Linked DNA regions of Mus musculus: all the other regions are linked to region 3. A link is a contact called in public HiCAR-type, Micro-C and promoter capture Hi-C data. All regions are on one chromosome and are shown on one strand. Each heading gives the region's core, a stretch centred on a gene start, on an enhancer-like site or on the middle of the called end of the contact. The rest is flanking DNA. Distances are from core to core; before and after follow the strand shown. Region 1 has its middle 18 kb from the start of Gm52731. Region 2 holds the start of Alg2 (asparagine-linked glycosylation 2 (alpha-1,3-mannosyltransferase)). Region 3 holds the start of Msantd3 (Myb/SANT-like DNA-binding domain containing 3). Region 4 holds the start of Rnf20 (ring finger protein 20). Region 5 has its middle 37 kb from the start of Alg2. Region 6 holds the start of Anks6 (ankyrin repeat and sterile alpha motif domain containing 6). Region 7 holds the start of Tgfbr1 (transforming growth factor, beta receptor I).

Evidence for each region. Promoter capture Hi-C pulls out the DNA fragments that hold promoters and counts their contacts. Hi-C and Micro-C count contacts between places; a contact is called where the count stands out from the background. HiCAR-type assays count read pairs that join an accessible place to other places.
Region 1: a promoter capture Hi-C map of pre-B cells shows a contact between it and region 3, with 4 times the contacts expected there. The contact joins the enhancer-like site here to the promoter of Msantd3 in region 3. A contact is called at or near these places in 6 of 39 promoter capture datasets (the 3T3-L1 cell line, the C10 cell line, hippocampal neurons and 2 more) and 1 of 9 other capture datasets (liver).
Region 2: a Micro-C map of embryonic stem cells shows a contact between it and region 3, with 4 times the contacts expected there. The contact joins the promoter of Alg2 here to the promoter of Msantd3 in region 3. A contact is called at or near these places in 11 of 39 promoter capture datasets (the 3T3-L1 cell line, 3T3-L1-derived adipocytes, the C10 cell line and 7 more), 3 of 484 Hi-C or Micro-C datasets (embryonic stem cells and muscle stem cells), 8 of 115 datasets of contacts at active chromatin or transcription factors (differentiating embryonic stem cells, embryonic forebrain, embryonic limb bud and 5 more) and 3 of 9 other capture datasets (adipose tissue, embryonic stem cells and liver).
Region 4: a promoter capture Hi-C map of embryonic stem cells shows a contact between it and region 3, with 2.7 times the contacts expected there. The contact joins the promoter of Rnf20 here to the promoter of Msantd3 in region 3. A contact is called at or near these places in 2 of 39 promoter capture datasets (embryonic stem cells and pre-B cells) and 2 of 115 datasets of contacts at active chromatin or transcription factors (astrocytes and stem cell-derived neural progenitor cells).
Region 5: a promoter capture Hi-C map of hippocampal neurons shows a contact between it and region 3, with 6 times the contacts expected there. The contact joins the enhancer-like site here to the promoter of Msantd3 in region 3. A contact is called at or near these places in 8 of 39 promoter capture datasets (cranial neural crest, embryonic stem cells, frontonasal cranial neural crest and 4 more), 4 of 484 Hi-C or Micro-C datasets (the C10 cell line, CD8 T cells, the N1E-115 cell line and 1 more), 7 of 115 datasets of contacts at active chromatin or transcription factors (SST interneurons, embryonic forebrain, embryonic hindbrain and 4 more) and 2 of 9 other capture datasets (adipose tissue and liver).
Region 6: a promoter capture Hi-C map of hippocampal neurons shows a contact between it and region 3, with 2.0 times the contacts expected there. The contact joins the promoter of Anks6 here to the promoter of Msantd3 in region 3. A contact is called at or near these places in 2 of 39 promoter capture datasets (the 3T3-L1 cell line and hippocampal neurons) and 1 of 115 datasets of contacts at active chromatin or transcription factors (astrocytes).
Region 7: a contact with region 3 is called in a HiCAR-type map of astrocytes, with 5 times the contacts expected there. The contact joins the promoter of Tgfbr1 here to the promoter of Msantd3 in region 3. A contact is called at or near these places in 5 of 39 promoter capture datasets (the 3T3-L1 cell line, cranial neural crest, embryonic stem cells and 1 more), 2 of 484 Hi-C or Micro-C datasets (both in embryonic stem cells), 2 of 115 datasets of contacts at active chromatin or transcription factors (astrocytes and embryonic forebrain) and 1 of 9 other capture datasets (macrophages).

The regions. Positions count from the first base shown.
Region 1 is chr4:47,128,648-47,131,488 of GRCm38.p6, forward strand. No RefSeq gene overlaps it. Among named protein-coding and RNA genes, the nearest start is that of Gm52731, 18 kb to the left of the region's middle. Within about 2 kb of position 1,589, at least 45 of the 459 cell types and tissues checked have an H3K27ac peak or open chromatin away from gene starts, as enhancers often do.
Region 2 is chr4:47,472,820-47,475,739 of GRCm38.p6, forward strand. It overlaps Alg2 (asparagine-linked glycosylation 2 (alpha-1,3-mannosyltransferase)), which reads right to left and starts at 1,548. Exons shown (of 2, transcript NM_019998.3): 1 at 1,120-1,548. The coding sequence starts at 1,467. It overlaps Sec61b (Sec61 beta subunit), which reads left to right and starts at 1,842. Exons shown (of 4, transcript NM_024171.2): 1 at 1,842-1,934; 2 at 2,093-2,190. The coding sequence starts at 1,932.
Region 3 is chr4:48,538,753-48,541,452 of GRCm38.p6, forward strand. Msantd3 (Myb/SANT-like DNA-binding domain containing 3) reads left to right here and starts at 1,329. Exons shown (of 3, transcript NM_001145924.1): 1 at 1,329-1,519.
Region 4 is chr4:49,630,731-49,633,496 of GRCm38.p6, forward strand. Rnf20 (ring finger protein 20) reads left to right here and starts at 1,330. Exons shown (of 21, transcript NM_182999.2): 1 at 1,330-1,481; 2 at 1,635-1,782; 3 at 2,524-2,680. The coding sequence starts at 2,552. It overlaps Gm45952 (predicted gene, 45952), which reads right to left and starts at 1,222. Exons shown (of 2, transcript NR_168526.1): 1 at 1,125-1,222; 2 at 1-133.
Region 5 is chr4:47,436,366-47,439,123 of GRCm38.p6, forward strand. No RefSeq gene overlaps it. Among named protein-coding and RNA genes, the nearest start is that of Alg2, 37 kb to the right of the region's middle. Within about 2 kb of position 1,491, at least 180 of the 459 cell types and tissues checked have an H3K27ac peak or open chromatin away from gene starts, as enhancers often do. A contact at or near this core is called in CD8 T cells, the N1E-115 cell line, SST interneurons and 6 more, where this site is marked.
Region 6 is chr4:47,055,713-47,058,746 of GRCm38.p6, forward strand. Anks6 (ankyrin repeat and sterile alpha motif domain containing 6) reads right to left here and starts at 1,594. Exons shown (of 16, transcript NM_001356426.1): 1 at 1,237-1,594. The coding sequence starts at 1,568.
Region 7 is chr4:47,351,897-47,354,872 of GRCm38.p6, forward strand. It overlaps Tgfbr1 (transforming growth factor, beta receptor I), which reads left to right and starts at 1,326. Exons shown (of 9, transcript NM_009370.3): 1 at 1,326-1,500. The coding sequence starts at 1,416. Gm32435 (a long non-coding RNA gene) reads right to left here. Exons shown (of 3, transcript XR_390551.4): 3 at 418-2,342.

The DNA of each region.
Region 1 (2,841 bases), core at 339-2,838, 1.4 Mb before region 3:
CCAGCCAGCCCCGCCACCCCACAACAGGCGTGCCTTCCTGAGTGACACACTAGGTGGTGGTGTCAGCTCGGAAATAGGACAGTGCTTCTGTGGAAGACAAGACAATGGTTTTTAAACTCCTGTAGATGTGAGATCCATGGGCTGGGTAGATACCTGGCAGGCACCCAGAGGCCACCCAGTGCCACGTGTGGTTGTTGGGGGAGACGGGGGCTGTCGAGGAAAGGGTGTGCTTGCAGACACAGCAAACCAGAGCGGAATTGTAATGTTGGTGCTTCACACACTGTTTATAACTGTCTTCTGGATTCGGCTTGGTTGAAGTTCTGGAGGTGTCAGCGGGGCCTCGTTTTAAACTGAGCCTTCACAGCCTGGCTGTGCTGTGTTTGACTGTATTGGGTTCCAATCTTGGGAACAAGTGTTGAAGGTTTCACCATCTGGCCTGGCATATCACACCTGCAGTATTTACTTGACAAGAATGACTGGGAATACGGGCGTGCTTCCTGGTGGGCTGGGGAGATGGCTAAGTGGTTAGAGCACTGACTCCTCTTCCACAGGACCCAAGTTTGATTCCCAGAACCCACATGGCTGCCCACAACCATCTACAACTCCCGTTTCAGGAGATCGAACTCCCTCTTCTAGATCCCTCAAATGCCAGGCATGAGTGTGGCACACAGATACACATGCAGACAAAACACTCATAGAATAAAATTGAAATGAAGAACAAGCTGTATCCTCCATTTCTTTATTCATAGCTTTGGAGACTTGCTTTCTACAGGGGTTATGTTGTCTGAGCTTGTCAGGTCGGCGGGGGAGGGGGGCACTGTGGCTTCCCCTGTGCAGCTTTTACTCAGGATGATTATAATTACCACAACCAAAGCACTATTGTAAGCACATTCTACCAGTGAGCTCATTGGATTCGCAAAATACCTGCCAAGATGCCAGGCCACACAGACCCTGGCCCTGTTTTAGATAGAAGTATTGAAGAGGGCTGAGAACTGGTCTTAGGTCACATAGCACCCTGGACTTACTCCAGAGTTGAGTGGTTGCTGCTCTCTTGCTTCTCAGAGGGGAGAAAAAGTGACTCACAGGTCCCCAAGGGGCCCATAGCTCCCACACCCTGATGTTAGGCCGGCTCCTCAACTCTTAGCCCACTTACACAACAATAGCTATCAGCAGCCTGAATGAATGAGTCTGTCCCACTTGGAGAGCACAGAAGATTTTGTGGCTGATTTACATTTCTGTAGAGAGTTCCAGAACAAGAAGAAGCCAGGGACTGTGCCCCACGTGTGGAACCACTTAGGAGCCAGACTGCCGCTCCCTCGTATGTGAATGCACTGAGCAGGTAGAATTCCATCTGTGGCTTCACCCTCTACCATCTCTTTCTTTAAAACAGGGCAGGGGCTGGGGGACGTATTTCCTCAGTCTTGCCTTATGAGATCCCTGCTGCCCTGCTGGAGAGGCCACAGTCAGAGCCCACATCAGCTGTGATTGCTCCATCTAGCCCTTCCTCGCCATCTTCCACTCAGTCCCTGTGGAACGGAGGCTTCTGCCCCAACTGCTGAATCATGAAATGTCTGTGAATCATCTTGAAATTTTTATAAGGCAGGGGTCAGTGAGAGAGGCTGCTCATGGGAGCCTTAAGAGAGATTTCAGCACCCTACAAGGATATACCAGATGTGTGTGCCCGTTGGCACAGCTCTGGTGTGGTCAGTCAAGAAGGACGACAGAGCACCACTGGATTCTCATGGATCACAGAGCTGAGAACGCAAGTGACTGCTGTAGGCTCTGCAGGGACTTCAGGAGTCAAATGCTTACCTCTCCGTCCCTGCAGAAATCCCCCATCTGTGTCTCCAGCACACACAGCCAGCCTCAGCCTATCTCCTGCCACTAAACACACATCCTAACATACATCCAGGTGGTGCTGGCATAGGTCTCCCTGGGACTTCTATTCTTGCTCTAGATCTCATTGGAGGCCACCCAGTGTGTTTGCTCTTACCCCCTGGATGGTCCTTAAGAAAGCAGATGTTCTGGAGTCTCCTCTGCCCGAGGATAGCCCTCCAGCCTTGCTGCTTCCACCATCCTGCTGGGGTGTGGTTTTCATAATTTACGAGGGAGAGAAGCAAGTGCCAACATTAAATCTACATTTAACTGGAGGTCTGAATTAGCTTCTGACCAGGCCACACTGACCTCAGATACCTCAGAGGTGATGCAAGTGATGTTGCTGGGTAGGCTGTGGGATAGACAGGGCAGAATGTGTGTGTGTATGTGTGTGTGTGTATCTACAAGAAGGAAAAGGCCTGCTGATCACAATGGAACCTACCTAACATCCCACCACCCAGGAGGTGGAGCTGGGAAGATGAAGGGCTAGCCTGGGATATATAAGAACCTGCACCTCCCCCACCCACAAAGGTGGAGAGAGCTGGTGGTATAAAAGAACAAACTCCTCTGTTTTCCCTACCAGGAAGTCATAATAATAATAATAATAATAATAATGATAATAATAATAATAGTTTAAGATGGAAACATCTTGAGGAAGCTGGGTAGTATGCTATTTGAACATGGATGCAAATCCAGGAATAAGTATGCAAGCATGAGGGTGAGCTCTCAGTCTGGAGTGGGAACACTCACTGGATGGGAAGGGGAGGGCCGGGAGCATAGACCAAGCGGTGGTACTTTTTGCTCTGGCTTATTCCCAGAGATAGCTGGGGACAGAGGTGTCAGTGAAGAGAAACCCCATTGTTGCTCTTCACCAGGGTCCTGTGATGTCTGCTACAGCAGAACAGAAAAGCACAGATCTTCAGAGATGACCAAGCCTCAGCCATCCTCCATAGTTTTAATTTTTCA
Region 2 (2,920 bases), core at 298-2,797, 1.1 Mb before region 3:
AATAAATGCAGTATTAGGATGTCATATCTAGTGTCACACCTAGGATCACACACACACACACACACACACACACACACAGCAATGTTAGTGTCTTTTAGGGAAGACTGAAATATTTACAGGACAGGGGACTTTCCAGTCACTGAAGAGACTGATGTGGATCTTGAATATCAATAAGCAAGATGTTTCAAATTTTTGCAGAACAAAAGCAAAAAGTCCAACAGCAGGTAAACTGGATCCCAGCTGTGTACATATAAGATGTAGCAGGAAACAGACACATATACTACCAGGGCCACACATCACTTCTGGAAGGATGCAGAAGACACTGTTGACAATGGCTCGCCCTCTCAAGGATGGGGACAGGGAATTTTTACATTATACTTCCTATTTGAACTTTTACTCCTGAGTAAATGTTACTTCTTAATTAAAAAAAAAAAAACACTGAGGACTGAGGGTTGGCTCCAGGAATGTTGGGTATGGCAGTGCACACCTGTCCAAAAGTCTAGCTCAATCTTTCAGTTCCAGGTTCAGTGAGAGAGCCTGACTCCAATGTTCAGGTGAATATTAGCTGACCTCTGGTTTTGATATGCAAGCTCAGACACTTGTATAGACAAAATAACTGGATTTTTCTCCAAAGACCAATGGGGACCCTAATGGGGAAACGATATGTTTAGCTTGACTTTAATCCGTGGCACTGCTAAGTACTGGAATGGCAGTATTAGAAAGACTGGAAGGGTGGGATGGATGGGACCTGAAAGCAGAGACAAAGGAATAACGGAGAAGAAAGAAGAGTAAATTGAGTCACATACAAGGTGTGGCCGGAAGTCGTCTTTTAATGCCAGCAACCACCTGGATCCAATCATTTTAGTCCCAAGGCTAAACATTTAAAATGCAGACACATAAGCCCTACCTCAAGGATCTTCAACGAAAGGAAGGGGGCGGGGGAGAGATGTCCCTGAGATCTGCCATTTTAAAGGGTCTATCCATACTAAAATTGGTGGCCGTTCTCTCCCTGGGGACTCCTGCTGGACAGTTCCTAAAAACCTAGAACAGCGGTCCCTCCCCCCCTCTCGGCGCCGCCCCCCCCCCCCCCCCCCAGCCAAGAATTGGTGGCGGCCTCACCTGGTCGCACACCACCACGTCGAACTCCTCGCCGGAGAGAAACAGCACGTAGAGCGCCAGAAAGACCATGCGCACGTAGGAGCAGATGGCGGCGCCGCGGCCGCCCCAGCCCAGGCTGCGAGGCAGCCAGTCCCCTGCGCATTGCACCGAGAGCTCGCGGGTCTCGATGAAGCAGTGGTTCGGGTCGTAGTGCGCGGTCCATATCTTCACATCACAGCCGTACTCCTGCAGCGCCAGCGCCGCGTCCAGCACTAGGCGCTCGGCTCCGCCTATACCCATGTCTGGGTGCAGAAACAGCACAGATGGGCTGTAAACCCGGGAACGGGCTCGGTACAGGTTTTCGGCCATGGTAGATGAGCCGCGCTTGCGCTCTCCGCGCGAGCTTCTGCAAGCTCCTGCAAGCTCCGCCCCTGGCCCCCTCTGGCTACTGAAAGCCGAGCCAGCGCAACTACGCCTGCGTTAGTTTAGGCCACATCAGCGATAAGCTTGTGGGCGCTAAGAAAATGCCTGACTCAATTTCTCATGTGGACCTGTCCAAAGCTTGCAATTTGGTGATGTTTGACCATATTAAGCACGCTAAATAAATTACATAAAAGAAGCGAAAGGGCTGTACTTTCACACGGCCCAGTTGTTGTCGGCGTAATCTTTACAGGCATATCTCAGGACAGCCCAGTCATCCAAGAGTCTGCGAAGGCCCTGCCAGCCGGCCGGGGGGCGGTGCCAGAGCCTGTATCTACGAGAGTTCTGAGTGCTCGGCAACTTCACGACTTCCCTCTTCCTGCCTCCTGTGCCCACCGTTCTTAGGCATCAGCATGGTGCGCGGTCCCCGCTTCCATGGGGTGCACTAGCCCCTATCTTGGTCTTCCTTTCTGGGACCTCATTGCTCTTCCCAGCTTCTCGGGTGGGTGTGGGGTCGGGGGTGTGAAGAGGATTTGACCCGCGATGTTCACTGTTTGTCTGCTTCCCTCTGCAGCCGGGTCCAACGCCCAGTGGCACCAACGTGGGCTCCTCTGGCCGCTCTCCCAGCAAAGCGGTGGCCGCACGGGCTGCGGGATCCACTGTTCGGCAGAGGTAAGTGGCTGGGGGCTTGCGGGGGACGCCCGGTTATGGCTGGAGGAGGCTAGGTACCCAGGGTTGCATTGCATTGCTGGAAGGAGGAGTTCCAGGATGGAAAGATTAATAGGGGCCGAGTGAGCCCGAGCTGACGTGGCCATCTAGTTAGTTAAAGGCCCTTTAGGAGGGAGGCATGGTTTTCCTCTCCTTGATCAGCTGCACGCACCACTTTAGTTAAAGGTAAATTAGACTAGGATCAGGAATAACTTTAGGAAAAGCGTTGGCATAAAGCTGGTGTGTCTGAGGCTTTACCTTTCAGTCTTCCATATGGAGGTCCCATACACACTCAGTTTAACAAAATGTGTCTTACACAGTCTGTCACCCTGGTTCCCCATCCCAGCTGTGTGTGTGTCTTTCTTTTTAAGTCTATTTTGTGTATGTGTGTGTATTGCACGCACCTGTGTGTGTGTGTGTGTGTGTGTATGTATGTGTGTGTGTGCGCGCGCGCATCTCTTTCTTGCCTGGTGTCCTTGGAGGTCACCTGAAACTGCAGTTATGAATGATTGTGAGCTACCATATGAGTACTGGGGACCGATTTGGGGTTCTCTGCAGGAGCAACAGGTATTCTTAACCTCTCAGCCACTTTTCCAGCTTCAGGGTCTCCTTATTTTTAAATGTCACTGCTTATTTATAGAAATCTAGAAACTCCAGTTATTTATCTTTTTTAATTTGGTGTGTCTTCTCTGTA
Region 3 (2,700 bases), core at 79-2,578:
GTTACAACTCTCTAGTCTAGTATTTTATAGGTGCTTCTGCCTCCATACCAGAAAATGTTAGGCTGTCTCTCTGTTCTTTCCCCAGTTCAAAAACCGGATGATCACCTGTTTAAAGACTGAATGTGTGACTCATGCCTGTAATTCCAGCATTCCAGAGGCAGAAGCAGGAGGATCTGAAATCCAAGGTCATTCTCTGCCTCATAGCAAGTTTGAGGCTAGCCTGGGCTAGAGGAGACCCTGCCTCAAAAAGCAACAACAAAGTTACACATGGCCACATTACCACATATGATCCAGAAATTCTACTCTAAGTATGTATCCCAAAGAATTGGAAACAGGTTCTTTAGACAAATGCATGTCTAGGGGTTTTCAGAGAACCAGTTCACATTAGCCAAAAGGTGGAAATAATCTAAACATCCACTAATTTCTGTAAGAACAGATATGCAAACTGTAGAATACACAATGGTCAGCTTATGTAGCCACAAAAAGCAATGAAGTAAGAGGCATGCTACAATCTGGATGAACCTTGTTTGGATTCTTTGACCTGGCCAGAGTGACCAGGCCCAATGAAGCTGGCCTGTGATATCAGCTACGAGCTAGGGAAGCTGAGGCAGGAGGTTTGTAGATTTGTAGGCTGCCTGGGCCCCAGAGTTCAATGCCAACCTGGGCAGCTTAGTGAGTACCACCCCCAACTACACACACACACACACACACACACACACACACACACACACACACACACATACACACATACACACAACCTGCCGCGTGCTCCAAAAAGACACACGACTCCATTTACATGAAATGTACAAAAAGGTAAATCGATAGAAACAGAAAAGAGATTAATGGTTTTCAGGGACTAGGCAAAGGAGTGACTACGTAATTGGTGCGGGGGTTTCCTTCGGATGGAACCCTTAAGAATAAGGAGGTGAAGTGATTATCGTTGGCTATTCTAAGTGTAATGAGTGCCACAGGATTGTTTATTTTTAAATTGTTATCTCTACGCTTGGTTGAGTTTCATCTCGCTTAAAAAGAAAAAGTTTGAGAACCTTCTCTTTGCCCTTCTCTGGGCTTGGAATCTTCTTCACGGATCTATGGCAAAAGAAACCGTCTTCATCCTGGGGGGAGGGGTGAAGGCCTTGTCGGCAGAAGGACCCCTGCCCCCAGTTGTTTAAGCCGCCCGGCATTCGTCGCAGCGCGCCTTGGGTCCCACTGGGTAGGCACACAGGGTCTGAGTCGTGTCCTGAGGTCGGTGCACGTAGCCGGGGTCCTTGGGGGGAGGGGGAGCGCACACCCCATCTCTGGAGACACATCCCGCCCATTAGAATCACAAAAGTTGGCGCTGAACTCAGAGTAGGAAGGGGTGCCGTTCCCAGCCTCGTGGAGTCCCCGACGAAAAGGGCCCACGTCAGTCAGGAGGCTCGCGCTAACTCGTGCGGGCGACTGCCACATCCCCGGTGTGGGAAAATGCATTCTTTTGTTGTTGGCGGAGACGGGCCCCTTCCGCAGCTCCCGGGCCAAGGTGGGCAGCGCGGCGGAACCGGGGCTCGGGAAGGTGGGGGACTGCACGGGGCCGCGCTCCCGCCCTCCGCGGCGCCCACGGAGCGGCAGGCGGCAGCGGCCCGCGAGGGGGCGGCGGCGCGGGGCTTTGTGGCCGCGGCGCGCGCGGCGGGGCCTGGCCGGCCGGGGGCGCGCGGCCGCCCGGCGCCTGGAGCCCGCGGCCCTGCCGGCCGCCCAGCCCGCCAGAGCAGCCCAGGCCGCCGCGCCCGCGCCTCCGCGCCCCTCCCCGGGACTTGCGGCCGCCGCGCCGCCGCTGCAGGTAGGAGGTTGAGGCCCGGAGGGCCGCGGCCGGCGGGGAAAGCGGGCGGAGCGGGAGCGCGGGGGTCTGGCGGGCTCCCGGGCCGAGCCGCCGCGCCCTCCTCCCCGCAGGCCGACGGCCGCCTGCGCGCGCCGCGGTGCCCCGGGAGCCCGGCCGGCCTGCCGCGTACAAAGCGCCGGCGCGCGGGCCTCGCAGACGCGCTGGAGCTCCCGGGACGGGAGCTTGGAGCCCGGGGCCCGGGAGGCTCTTGGGGGGAAACCCGGCTGACCCCGCGGAGCCCCGGTCCACATATCCCCACTGTGTGCGGGGGAACTGTGCTCACCGCTTTTCAGTACTTGTCTCCATTGAGACCCCCTGCCTCCTCCAGTCCGGTCCAGAGGTATAAAGGGCTGGGTCCCTCCTAAAGAGGATCTTAGAAGGAAATAGTGCATCACATCCCTGCCCGACTGACCTTGGGAAAGCTCCTTTACTCTGAGGCTGCTGGGTTGATGTTTCTATAATGGGGGAGTAGGGTGTGATGTAATACCCACCCCCAAGTACTATTGTGAGAGATAATGTGTGTCGGCTGATAGCTAAAATTAAGCACTTCATGTCCCAGGCCCTAGGTCCTAAACAGTTGGCTTGAATTATTAAACCATCGCACGGGCAATCTGTAAATTGCAGGAAGGGTTTTTATGTTGGAGTAAGAAACAAGAATTTAGTCTCCTGTTGTGATTATTGAGAATGGATGTTTTATTGCTATGATAAGTACAAAATGTTTTGCGGTACTTAGGATAATGGTTCTAGGATAAAGACACATATTTTCACACATTTAAAACTGGAGCTGGAATAATAGGGCCTGAGTTGTGTGTGTGGGATTTTCGCATATCCGAAGAGACCATGCG
Region 4 (2,766 bases), core at 80-2,579, 1.1 Mb after region 3:
ACTGGCCTGGCAAGATGGTTTAGTGGGTAAAGGTGCTTGTCACCCCGAGTTCAGCCCTTGAGACCCGAGCCTTCGAAGTACGACCTAGCTCCAAAAGTTGTCCTCTGAGCTTTACATGTGGGCACTCGAACACCTATGCACACATTAAAAAAAAATCATATTAAGACGGGTACTGAGATTACAGACTAATTGACTTGTTCTTAATTAACACCCTCCTCCCCCCCCCCGACCCCCCCCCCCCCATCCCCAGTGTCTCTGGTCAGTATCTTATCCTCTCCAAACACTAAAGCAGTAGTTTCCAAACCTGTGATGAGAATCCATAGGGGGAAGATGGGATGGGATGAAGGTGGCTTTATTTTTTTTTTTATTTTTTATTTTTGGTTTTTGAGACAGGGTTTCTCTGCGTAGCTCTGGCTGTCCTGGAACTCACTCTGTAGACTATGCTGGCCTTGAACTCAGAAATCTGCCTGCCTCTGCCTCCCAAGTGCTGGGATTAAAGGCATGCGCCACCACCGCCCGGCGAAGGTGACTTTTTAACCCTACAAGAGACTAAAGTTCTCCAGCTGAGTGTCATTTGCAGGTAGTGCTAAATAGAGACCCCGCTTATTTATTTTGGCCTTCCCAGACAGGAGTTTCTCTGTGTAGTATTTATTTATTTTGAGGCAGGGTTTCTATGCATAGTATGTATGTATTTATGTGCTTATTTATTTTGGTTTTTCAAGACATGGTTTCTCTGTGTAGCTCCGGCTGTACGAGAACTCGCTTTGTAGACCAGGCTAGCCTTGAACTCAGAGGAATCAGCCCGCTTCTACCTCCTGAGTGCTGGGATTAAAGGCGAGTGCTACCATCGCCGTGCTGGAATCCCCTTTAAGGAAACTACACAGAACTAGAAATCGGTCAAATTCCTTGAGTTTTACGCAGGCTATTTCATCTCTTTAAAGAGTGCTCCACCCACACCTCAGGTAAGGGCGCTTGCCCTTTGGGAGATGGACAGGACCATCAACCAATTAGCAGCTTGGATGAGATAGGACCGCCCCCCCAACACAAAACATAAACAAAACGCTTTCCGTCAGTAATAATAATGGACCTTAAAAAAAAGAAAACAAAAAACAAAAAAACCGTACACAATGCTTCGCGTTGAAGAGACCGGTCACTTTGGGACTGGAGTCTGAAACAGTCCCCGCCCATCCCAACACAGAGGCGGCAGCGCACACGCAGAACTGACTGCGCCCCCTCCTCACGCGTCACTTCCGCCTGGCGGTCTCCCACACGTCACTTCCGCCCTCTCCTCGCCGTGCCTCGGGTAAAGTTGAAGCAACTTCCTTTTCCTTTTCCCTACTTCCTCTCCGTGCCTCCGCCTCCGTGGAGCTCAGTCCCTCTCGCAGCGGATCCCAAGTGAATCCCTTGGAGTCCCTCTCGGGCCTTCGTGAAGAAGCGCTGGGAGCCGCGCGCTCCCTGCGGCGGGAGTTGCCAGAGCCCAGGTTTGCTCTGTCGTCTGCTGCTCCCGGGCCGTGAGCGGCGAGGACTCTCGGGTCCCATCTTCCCGGCCTGTAGTTAGCCACGCCGGAGCCAGCGGCCAGCGCTCTCCAGTCAAGCTGCGCTCTCTCCTCAGCTCCCGTCTCCTCTCTTTGCAGGCGAGGTCCAACCCAGATTGCTGCTTGCCATTGACGCCTCGTCCCGGAGTTTGGATCGGAAGCCGGCTGGATGTAGACCCCTGATGGCCGCGGTGCTCGCCATCTAGCATCCATTCCACCTCCTTGTGAGTTTCGGAACCAGAGTCAGGTAGGAAATACTGAAAGAGCATCCCGTCTGAACAGATAAAGAAACGGGGATTGTTGGCAGGTTCGGTCTCTAAAGGCAGCCCGGCTCCCCAAAGGAAGCGCTGGGGTGCTCACCTACGTCTGACATCTGGAGAACTAACTGCTCAGGGAGCGTTTACAAGGCTCTGCAAAGAGAACGCTTGCATTTCTGGGTGCTTAGTGTTCATCTGACATTATGCTAAGTTGTTTCTATAACTATGCCATCCATTTGTTGCAGTAAGTCTAGCAACATGTTGTTGTCCTTCGTTTAGGAAACCGAGATTCAGAGATAACTGACTTGTATAGGATTAATGACTTAGCTAATGTTTCCCACGTCTCTTGCCCCAAGTCTCCTAATACTTTAACCTTAACCTCTGTCATAAATAAACTCTCCTTCTTTTAGTTTTTTGTTTTTGGCATCTCAGGAAGTGAGAATCCTGAAATTTATTCATAGCTTCTCTATTATTTGAGTAGAATTTTATTTGTTATTAGCATCTTGTGTAGAAATTTATAATCCTGTCAATCCCATTCCTCAACAGTTCCCCTCCCCCTTCTCTCTTGATTTAGGGTTGATGGGTTTTGTCGTAGAATTATTTGATTTAGGTTAAAGAGTTGGCCTGAAAAAAATTACTAGTTTTTATATACAGGTACTTTATATTGTGGCATGTCTGCTTATCTTGATTCAGTTCATGTTTTCTATTTTTGTTTCTGTTTTTTCATTCAGAAAAATATAACTGTCATCTTATACCAAGATGTCAGGAATTGGAAATAAAAGAGCAGCTGGAGAGCCGGGCACATCTATGCCTCCAGAGAAGAAGACAGCTGTTGAAGATTCAGGGACCACCGTGGAAACAATTAAGTTAGGAGGTGTCTCTTCAACGGTACGAGAAAACGAGGCTGCAAAAGTGTGCTTGGCTTCTGTCAGTTGTTCCTGAAAGTAGAAATTTATGGAAGCTTCTTGAATTAA
Region 5 (2,758 bases), core at 241-2,740, 1.1 Mb before region 3:
TCACTCATTCAATATAAACACTCAAGGGGAAATATAACCTGAGGTCGTGTCATTTTCCCTCTCATAAATGGTTTGATGACCTCAGGGAGAGGGAGTCTATGGGAAGGACATGTGCAGAAAAGCATGCTTCCGCCAGGGGTGGTGACTCACACCTGTAATCCCAGCACTGGGGAGACTGAGGCAGGGGGACAGCTGAGAGTTCCAAGTTGGTCTCAGGTATCTCCTACCTCCTAAGTGGTTTTCATAGACAGGAGCTTGGCTTTTGCGAAGCACACATGACAGACAAAGCTCACTTCCCAGGTTTTCCTCATGAAGGCCAGAAAGCAACTGTGCCACTCACTTTAATCTCTCTTTCTTATTAATTTATTTATTCACTTTGCATCCTGATCAACCCCCTTCCTCCACTCCCCCCAGTCTCACCCTTACAAATCCCTCTCCCCCATTACTCCCTCATCTTCTCCTTAGAGAAAGTAAAGCCCCCTGGGGTACCACCCCACCCTGAGACATCCAGTCCTAGATGGACTACACACCCCTTTTCCTGAGGACCAACCAGGCAGTCCAAGTAGAGGAAGGGGATCCAATGGCAGCCACAGGGTCAGACAGCTCAGTTGTTAGGGGACCCACATGAAAACCAAGCTGCACATCTGCTACAAGTGTATAGGGAATCTAGGTCCAGCCCACTGGTTAGTGGTTCGGTCTCTGTGAACCCCCACAGGCCCAGGTTAGTTGTGGTGTCTTTGACCACTCCGGCTGGCTTAATCCTATCCCCTACTCTTCCACAGGACTCCCCACAGGCCACCTGATGCTTGTGTCTGCTTCCATCTGCTCCTAGGTAAAGCCTCTCAGGAGACATATGTCTCCCCTTTTCAATAAGGTAGTATGAAATACAGAGAAAGTATATGTGAAGCACCCTAAGGGGCAGGGCAGAGGGAGGGAGGATGGCAGTGTTCCCACTCCGGCAGGCTGTACGAGCAGGGAGCTTCCCCGGGGCTGATTCTCTTGGAAGCCCAGCCCTAGAGAAGACACGCTGGACTGGTGTTTCCCATAATACTCCTGGGAGAGGGGAACATTGGACAGGCAGGCAGAGAAGCAAGCTCTGGAGCACGGTGCCCAGCTTCCCTGTGGCCTCATTCATACACCTGCCACACAGTGCCAGGAGACCTGGCGTTAAGGAGCCACCTTTCTCAAAGGAGCCCGATCCTCATGGAGATTGCCGCTGCTCTGAAAATATAGCGGGCGTGGCCATCCTCTCAGCTGACACACCCTTTGACCCCTTTGAATGCTTGGAGCTGGCAGATGCCTAGAGCTGAGGACACTTACATGTATGTTCAAACAAGTATAAGAAGCTGCACCCCCCGCCCCCTTCAGACAGAGCAGAGATGAACCAGAAGGCCCCCCGCCCCCATCTCCAGCAAAGGCGGGACAAGCCAGCTGCCTGGAGGAGGGGCATAAGAGTCAGTTCCCCACGGACGACTTCGTTGACAGCTGAAGGGTGAGGTGGAGCGACAAGGAGACACTCGCTCACCCTTCACCCCTCATGAGTGCTGGGGCAGCGCTGCTGGCTGGTCATTTCCCAAAAGCTTGCCAAAACAAGCGACATAAATCAAATTTTCATTTCATTCCTTCAGGCTCGACCCTTCCGTCAGGCACTCAACAGCTGCCTCCTGAGCAGATGTACAGCTCATTAGTCTATCGTGCCGCTAGAGCCAAGTCCAGGACCCCAACCCCCATTCCGGGGCGGGGGTTGGGGGGGGGGCGGTAGGGAAGGACGCTAGCAGCCTTTGTTCTTCCACTGTCGAGCACTTCGCATATCAGCCACCAGGGGGCGAAAGCTGCACATACATCGTTGGTTCCCAGAGCCAGCTCAACCCTACAACCCTCTCGCCTGGCGTTTGGAAGGCGATCAGGGAGGGATGGTGAGACCTTCCTCTACCTCCAGAGCTTTTCAAGCCTTTAACGTGTAGGAATATCTTGTTTGGTGCGAGGATGCTTGGTTTAGGCAGACAGAACTGGATTCAGATGCCTGGTCTGATGCTCTCAGCCTTTGGGCCTTCATGATGAAATGTGATGGTATCGCTTGCTGTGGGACCCCACCCGGTGATCCTGAGGCTAACGTGAGGCAGATGAAGTGAGGAGCAGCTAAGCATCGTGACAAGGAAGTTCTCTAGGGACATAGAGTGCATGCAATTTCTCATGTCTTTATTTTCTCTTACTATGTCTCATTAACCACACATTTAAGCCTCTTATTTAATATAGATGAACAGAATCATATTCAGAATATCTCTGTGTTCTCTGTCTCTCTCAGACACACGCACGCACACACACACACACACACACACACACACACACACACACACACACACACACACGTCTCTGTCTCTCCAGGGCTGGAGATAGAAACCAGGGCCTTGCACATGCTCAGTAATTACTCTACCATTGAGCTATGTTCTCAGAGTCGTCTTTCTTCTCTAAAACAAACCAAGCCAAGAAGCGCCATGTGTTTATCTGTAAATCAACATGTCTATAAATCGATTCCACCAGTTGTCCCCATCCTTAAGTGTGGAGTCCAAGAAGCAGCAATAGGTTGGAGAGTGAAGCTGTTTCTGTTGTGCCTGTGGCTCACCCGTTCTCTCCCTTGTGGACCTGTGGTCCTCTCCCTACTCTACCCAGGATCCTCCCCTCCCCCTGCTTCCTTTGCTGCTGCGACTCAAGGTGGAGTCGCCTCCGCTACCCCCACAATTCTGACATTAGCAACCTG
Region 6 (3,034 bases), core at 344-2,843, 1.5 Mb before region 3:
TGCCCCTAAGGGGAAAGGGACCTAGGAAAAAGGTTTTACGGTCACCTCTGCTGCCCTGGCATTCTCCACCGGTACAACCTGCTATGTGACTGAAAGCTATGCTCACTCTCAGGACTCTCCCTCTAGGGCTAGAGAGATGGCTCAGCAGTTAAGAGTACCTGCTGCTCTCAAAAAGATGCCAGGTTTGGTTTCTACCATCTGTGTCTGTACCTCCAGTTCCAGGATACCCATCGCCCTCTTCTGGCTTCCCTCAGACACCAGGCACACATGTGGTGCACATATACACAGGCGCTCATACACATAAAATAAAAACAAATCTAAAAACAAAACAAGCATTGTCTCTTTTCTTGTTTTTTTACAGCTCAGTATATTTATACGAGTCAGAAATCTAGAGATGGATTTTGCTGCCTCTCCCAACCCCTTCGCAGGGTCACACAACCACGAGGATCAACTTCAGGTTTATCCAGGCCACTAATTGTCTCTTCCTTGGCTGCTGTCTTCCTAGCCAGCCTTCCTGACTCTGGCCCATCTCTCTGCCTATTCTCACAGGTGCTGAATGTAACTTACCCGAAACAAAAGTCTGTTCCGGTCACAGTGCCCTGTGCCTTCCACACTCCTGATCATCCTTAGATTGTGGGTTTCTGTTCAGCCCCAATCTGGCACCTACTTTCTTCCTCCAATGGTGGGCTTGTCTCCAGCCCCCTCTGGGTCGCAGCATCCTCCCAGTTGTCTGACCACCTTTCATCACTATGTGTCTGCAGTGTGCTTGTTCTCCCTCGCTTCCTCGTTTTCCGGTCCTGGATAACTCTTACAAATCCTCGAGTCTTAACACCTCATTTCCACTAAAAATCGCCTCTATTCCTCCAACTGGGTCAGCTACTACTGTCAGACCTTCCAGATCAAGAATGCTACTTTATTTACCCACCCACCCCACTCATATCCCCAAAATAGGGACTTAATTGGATCCCAGTTATCTATTCGGTCAACCCCCAAAGCCAGGGTGAGTAGACAGATTCTTAGGAGACCCTTGATGCAAAACGGAATGAATGAACGTCTAGAAGATGCACTCCGCAGCCTCCACACTGTTCAGAAGCCAAAGTTTCTAACATCCCTAATCTTGTGTTTCTGAAACCGCCCTTTTATTTCCATCATACAGATGACCAAAAGGCAAAGCTCCAAGTCTGCCATTCGCACTCTCACGAGTCCCGGACTCTCTCCTTCCCGGTCCCCGCTCACCTGGCCGCCTGCATGAGCGCGCTCCAGCCGTAGTGGTTGCGGCTGTTGACCGAGGCTCCGCGGCGCAGCAGGAACCTTACGAGTGGCTCGTGGCCACCGGCCGCCGCCAGCTGCAGCGCCGAGTTGCCCGCCTCATCGGAACAGTCCACCGGCACCGGCGCCCCGGCCTCCGCTGCCCGGACCGCCTCGGGCCCTGCCGGCTCCGCTCCCGCCTCGGGCCCCGCGACCGGGTCCGCGCCTGGCTCCAGCAGGCGCCGCGCCGTGTCGGTGTCACCCTGCTCGCAGGCGCGGAGCAGCAGCTGCAGGCCGGGGGCCAGCGCGCCCTCGCCCATCGCTGACCGCCCGCTCCGCGCCGCCGCCCGCTCCCACCCCGGGGCCGCGCGCGTGCCCGCCGTCCGCAGGCCCGCCCCCTGGGTGCGCGCGCGCCTCCGGGGTCGCGCCTGATGGGTACGCGCGCGCAGGGCCCGCCTCCCGCCTTGGAGGGTGGGCCTGTGACTGTGCGGTCACTCTTCAGTCTTCCTGTTCGTTCCTACTGAATCCGACCTCTGGGCCTAGCTTAGAACTCATCTCGCATCTCTACCGACCCCAGACCGGCCCGCATTTCACTAGCGCTCCCTAAACAGTCGCAGGCTGAATCGGGACGAATGGGTCAGCCCCGTCGTTTGCCGGAGCAGCCCTGCAGTGCTGAGTTCTTCATCTGTGTCAAGCTACCCGCCCATCTATCTCTTGTTTTTGACAGGGGGGGGGGGGGGTCACCACTACCGCAGTAACTTACATGTTACAGATAGAGATTTTTCTAGCCACACCCCAGACCCACTGTCGGAAACTCAGTGTGGGACCAGCAACTGTTCTGGTCCCAAGCCCTCCTGTATATCACACAAACAGTAGGAACCACCGACTGGTCCCCAGGGCAGTCCTTGTAGCCACCCTAGAGTTTCAGATGATTATTCCAATCTACAGTAGACGAGTGACCGGGAAGGTTGTATGTTGCTATAGTCTGCACAGATCTGCAGGCGCTGCTGTGGCTAGGACTCAGGTCTTCTGACATCAAGTTCATCTCTCTTTCCGGACTCAACAAGTATGTATTGGATGCCTGTTAGTGCCAGGCACAGCTCTTCGTGCCGCGAACGTTTGCAAGATAGCATCTCTGCCTTCTAGGATCTGACCCACCCATACAGGCTATAAAGATATGCTGTGGTAATAAACTTGGCTGCTGAATGGTAGTTGAGTGCTGTTGACACAGTAAACGGAACATGAATCCAAGCAAAATCGGGTAGAAGGTGGAGCATTGTTTCATAATTGAGCCAACAAGAGAATTACTGAAAATATAACACTTGCAAAAACCTTAAGGAAGAGAGTAAGCCATGAGGACATTTTGGGGAAAAGAAGCTAATTAAGCAGAAAGCAAGACGCAGTTCACAGCATATGTGTCCTTACAGCATGGACACTTCCATAGGAAGAGACAACTGGTTTCCCTAGATGGTTAGTAGTGCCCGCCCAAACCCAGCAAGAAGCCAGACATACAAGGCAAGGCTGTTACATGTCCCAACAGTGTGTCATGATAACAGCGTAACTGTTAGGTCTGAGGACAGTTATTGAAAGTGTCCCCTGACTTCCACATTTGTTGTATGGCATGCACAGGCACACACACAATAAATAAATATGTCAGCTATGGTGGTGCATGCCTTTAATTACAGCATTGGGAAGCAGAGGCAGACAGGTCTCTATGAATTTGAGGCCAGCGTGGTCTGCATAGTGAGCTCTGGGCCAGCCAAGGCTATATAGTGAGTCCTTTTCT
Region 7 (2,976 bases), core at 76-2,575, 1.2 Mb before region 3:
CCCAGAGAGCAGGCCTGTTCAGGTTCTGGCAGGTTGAGGACTTGCTGAAGCGTGTCCTAGCTGGAGCCGAGGAGCAGTCTCAGACCCCAGCTCTTAGCCCCCACGGTTTGCTTTCATAAGCAGGATCAAACTCTTGGAAAGTGGCTATAAAGCAATTTACCAACAGCTACTAGAGGCCGGCTGATTCCTACTACGGAGCTTTATTTAATTCCGAGTTCAAATCACACAGAAAATAACATTTTCTCCTTAAAAGGTTCTGCGGAAAAATGCTGTCGGTGCCATGCGGCCGCCTCCGTGACTGTGTTTGTGTCTGAAGAAAGGACTAGTCTGACAGGAAGAATTACAAATCTGGAGCTCATTTTGGCGTCCCAGAGGGAAGGTGGGTGGAGCGTCTCACAGTAAATTAGGAATTCAGAATGAAAGCGGAGCTGAGTTTATTTGGGTTTTTAGTGACACCTCGAAATTATTACACAGGAGTGTCGGAGACAACTCAAAGTACCTATGACTGCTCCCGCTTCGCCCCGGGGCGGGATGCTTCTTCGTAGGGCAATCCTCCCTCCTTCGAAACCCGTGGGCCTCTCCGCTTCCACGCGGGGACAGCAAAGGTGGGAGGGAAGGAGGGCGGCGGGGACCCTTAGTCTGGGTCTTTTTACGGTGCCGAGACACAGAGGCCACTCGGGGGTGTGTCTGAGCTCCACCTTGGGATTCCGAAACTGGGCTCCGACTTTGAGACTGGAATTTGGGGAGAGGACGACGAGGTCTGGGGCGGACGTGGAGTGCAGAAAGAAATCGGACTGTCTTTGCGGGGAGGCTGGAAGCCGCGGGTCTAGGGTGGGGGAAGTTGAACCCCGGACAATATTGAGGGTCCGAGTGGCGAGAGTTGGGTTTTGCGGGTGCAGGACTGTGCAGGGGAAGTCAGGGTGGGGTTGGAGTAGAAGAAAAGAGCGTGCAACGGTCACAGTCTTTCCCTGAGCAACTCTCACAGGCACACCCTGCGCTCAGTCGGGACCGTGGGCTCCCTCGGGCGCGCAGACTGGGACCCTGCCCCCACCCGCCGCGGGAGCGCGAGCTGCCCGCTGTGGCTGGAGTAAAGGCGCCCAGCGGTGAGGGGGCGTGGTCAGAGGCCCAGCAGTGCGGGGGCGTGGTTAGAGGCAGAAACCCACGGCCGCTCATTGGTAGCCCAGGGCCCCGCGGGCGGGGCTCTCGGCTAGGTCCCGCTAGGGCGCTCGCGGGCGGCGGGGGAGGCGGGGTCGGCGGGAGCCGGGCAGCCAATGGGCGTACGCCCCTCGAGCAGTTACAAAGGGCCGGAGCGAGGCCGCGGCGGCGGCGGGGAGGTGGGGCGAGGAGGGGCGAGGCTTCCTGAGGAGAAGCTGCGGCCGGGGCCGGGCCGGGCCACAAACAGTGGCGGCGGGACCATGGAGGCGGCGGCCGCTGCTCCACGTCGTCCGCAGCTCCTCATCGTGTTGGTGGCGGCGGCGACGCTGCTCCCGGGGGCGAAGGGTGAGTGGCGGGCGGGTGGCTGCGGGGCGCGCGGGCCGGGCCGGGCCTCTGGCTCGCTTCAGCTCTTTCTCAAACATGGCGCGGGGCCGGGGGCGCAGGTGGCGGCGCCCGGCCGGCCGGGCGCTCCTGACCCGGCAGGCGCCACGCGAGCCGGGGCGGGGAGGAGAGGCGGGGCGGGGGCGGTGTCGAGCGCGGGTGGCGGAGCACCGAGCAGAGGCCGGCCCTCTTGGGCTCCCGGGGGGCAGCGGCTGGCGAGCCTGCCGAGGTCGGGGGCTGCCCTTAGGGGTGCGAGGCCGGCCGGGACCGTGGCCCCCTGATTCCACTGCCTAAATGCGCCCCGGCCTGAAGCTGTTGGGGCGTGGGCGGGCACCGGCGTGGAGGCGCTCCGGGGCCGGGCGCTTGGAGGGCTCCCCGGAGGGTCGAAAGGGGCGCCGTGGGCAGAGACCCCGGGTGGGCCGCACCGCCGTGAGTGCCGACGCCCGCCTAGGGCGACTTTTCTTCAACCAGGGGCTTTGTGTGAGAAGCAGGCGCGAAGATGCGCGGAATGTTCTCGCTTCGTGAGTCTGGGAAGAGTTCAGAGTCCAGTAACCAGAAGGCTGCAGATTGTCTTCTTGCTAGTAGAAACTTGAACGTTTGCTCACTCTGCAGATTTGGGAACGTTTGAATGGGAACGGTTCTGTAGAATTGATCAAATTATTCCTTTTCTCGAGGGGATCGTTGCTTTGGGTGTATCATTTCCCTAAGCGGTAGTTTTAAAACCAGACCTCTGTGTAGCTGGGGTTTGAAGGGAAATGTGTGGTTTCCCAAAATATTAAAGCCGGTCGTGATACTGGTTGTCACCTCTGGAGGGAAGATTGAAAAAAACTTTGTCAGGAACCAATTAAAATAGGAGAAAGCAAAATACTGAGGCTCGGCATTAGCAACCTGCATACAGTGAAAATACATTTTTGTTGCGGAAATTGGATAACAACATTTTAAAAAGCAAAACAAGCCAAAACAAAAGTCTCTCCAGACTGTGGATGCCAACTATGATTAAACTTAATAGTTACTGTTTATTGGGAGTTGATTATAATGCAGATGTAAAAGACACAGTATCAGAACCCTCGCAGTACCAGTATTTGTCCTGTATATTGACATGAAAACTGAGGTGCAGAAGATTAAGTTCTTAGTAAGTGCAGAAATTAGGATTTGCACTTAGGCTTTCAGGGTTCAAAATCTGTGCACCTGTTACACCAAAGTAGCATGACTCACTTAAAGAACAGTTGATATTTGATAACATAACTTAGCCATCAGTTTCTTAGTTTACTTGAACATTCTCTTTACATAGGTCTACAGTAGAAGATACAATGGGTTTTTGACATTGGCTTAGGAAGGAAATAATGGTGGACAAAGTGGGAGAATTGTTATAATTATGCATCAACTATAAGTGACCATATCTAACAGTTATTTGGGTAAAGTAATTAATTCTTTTCTACC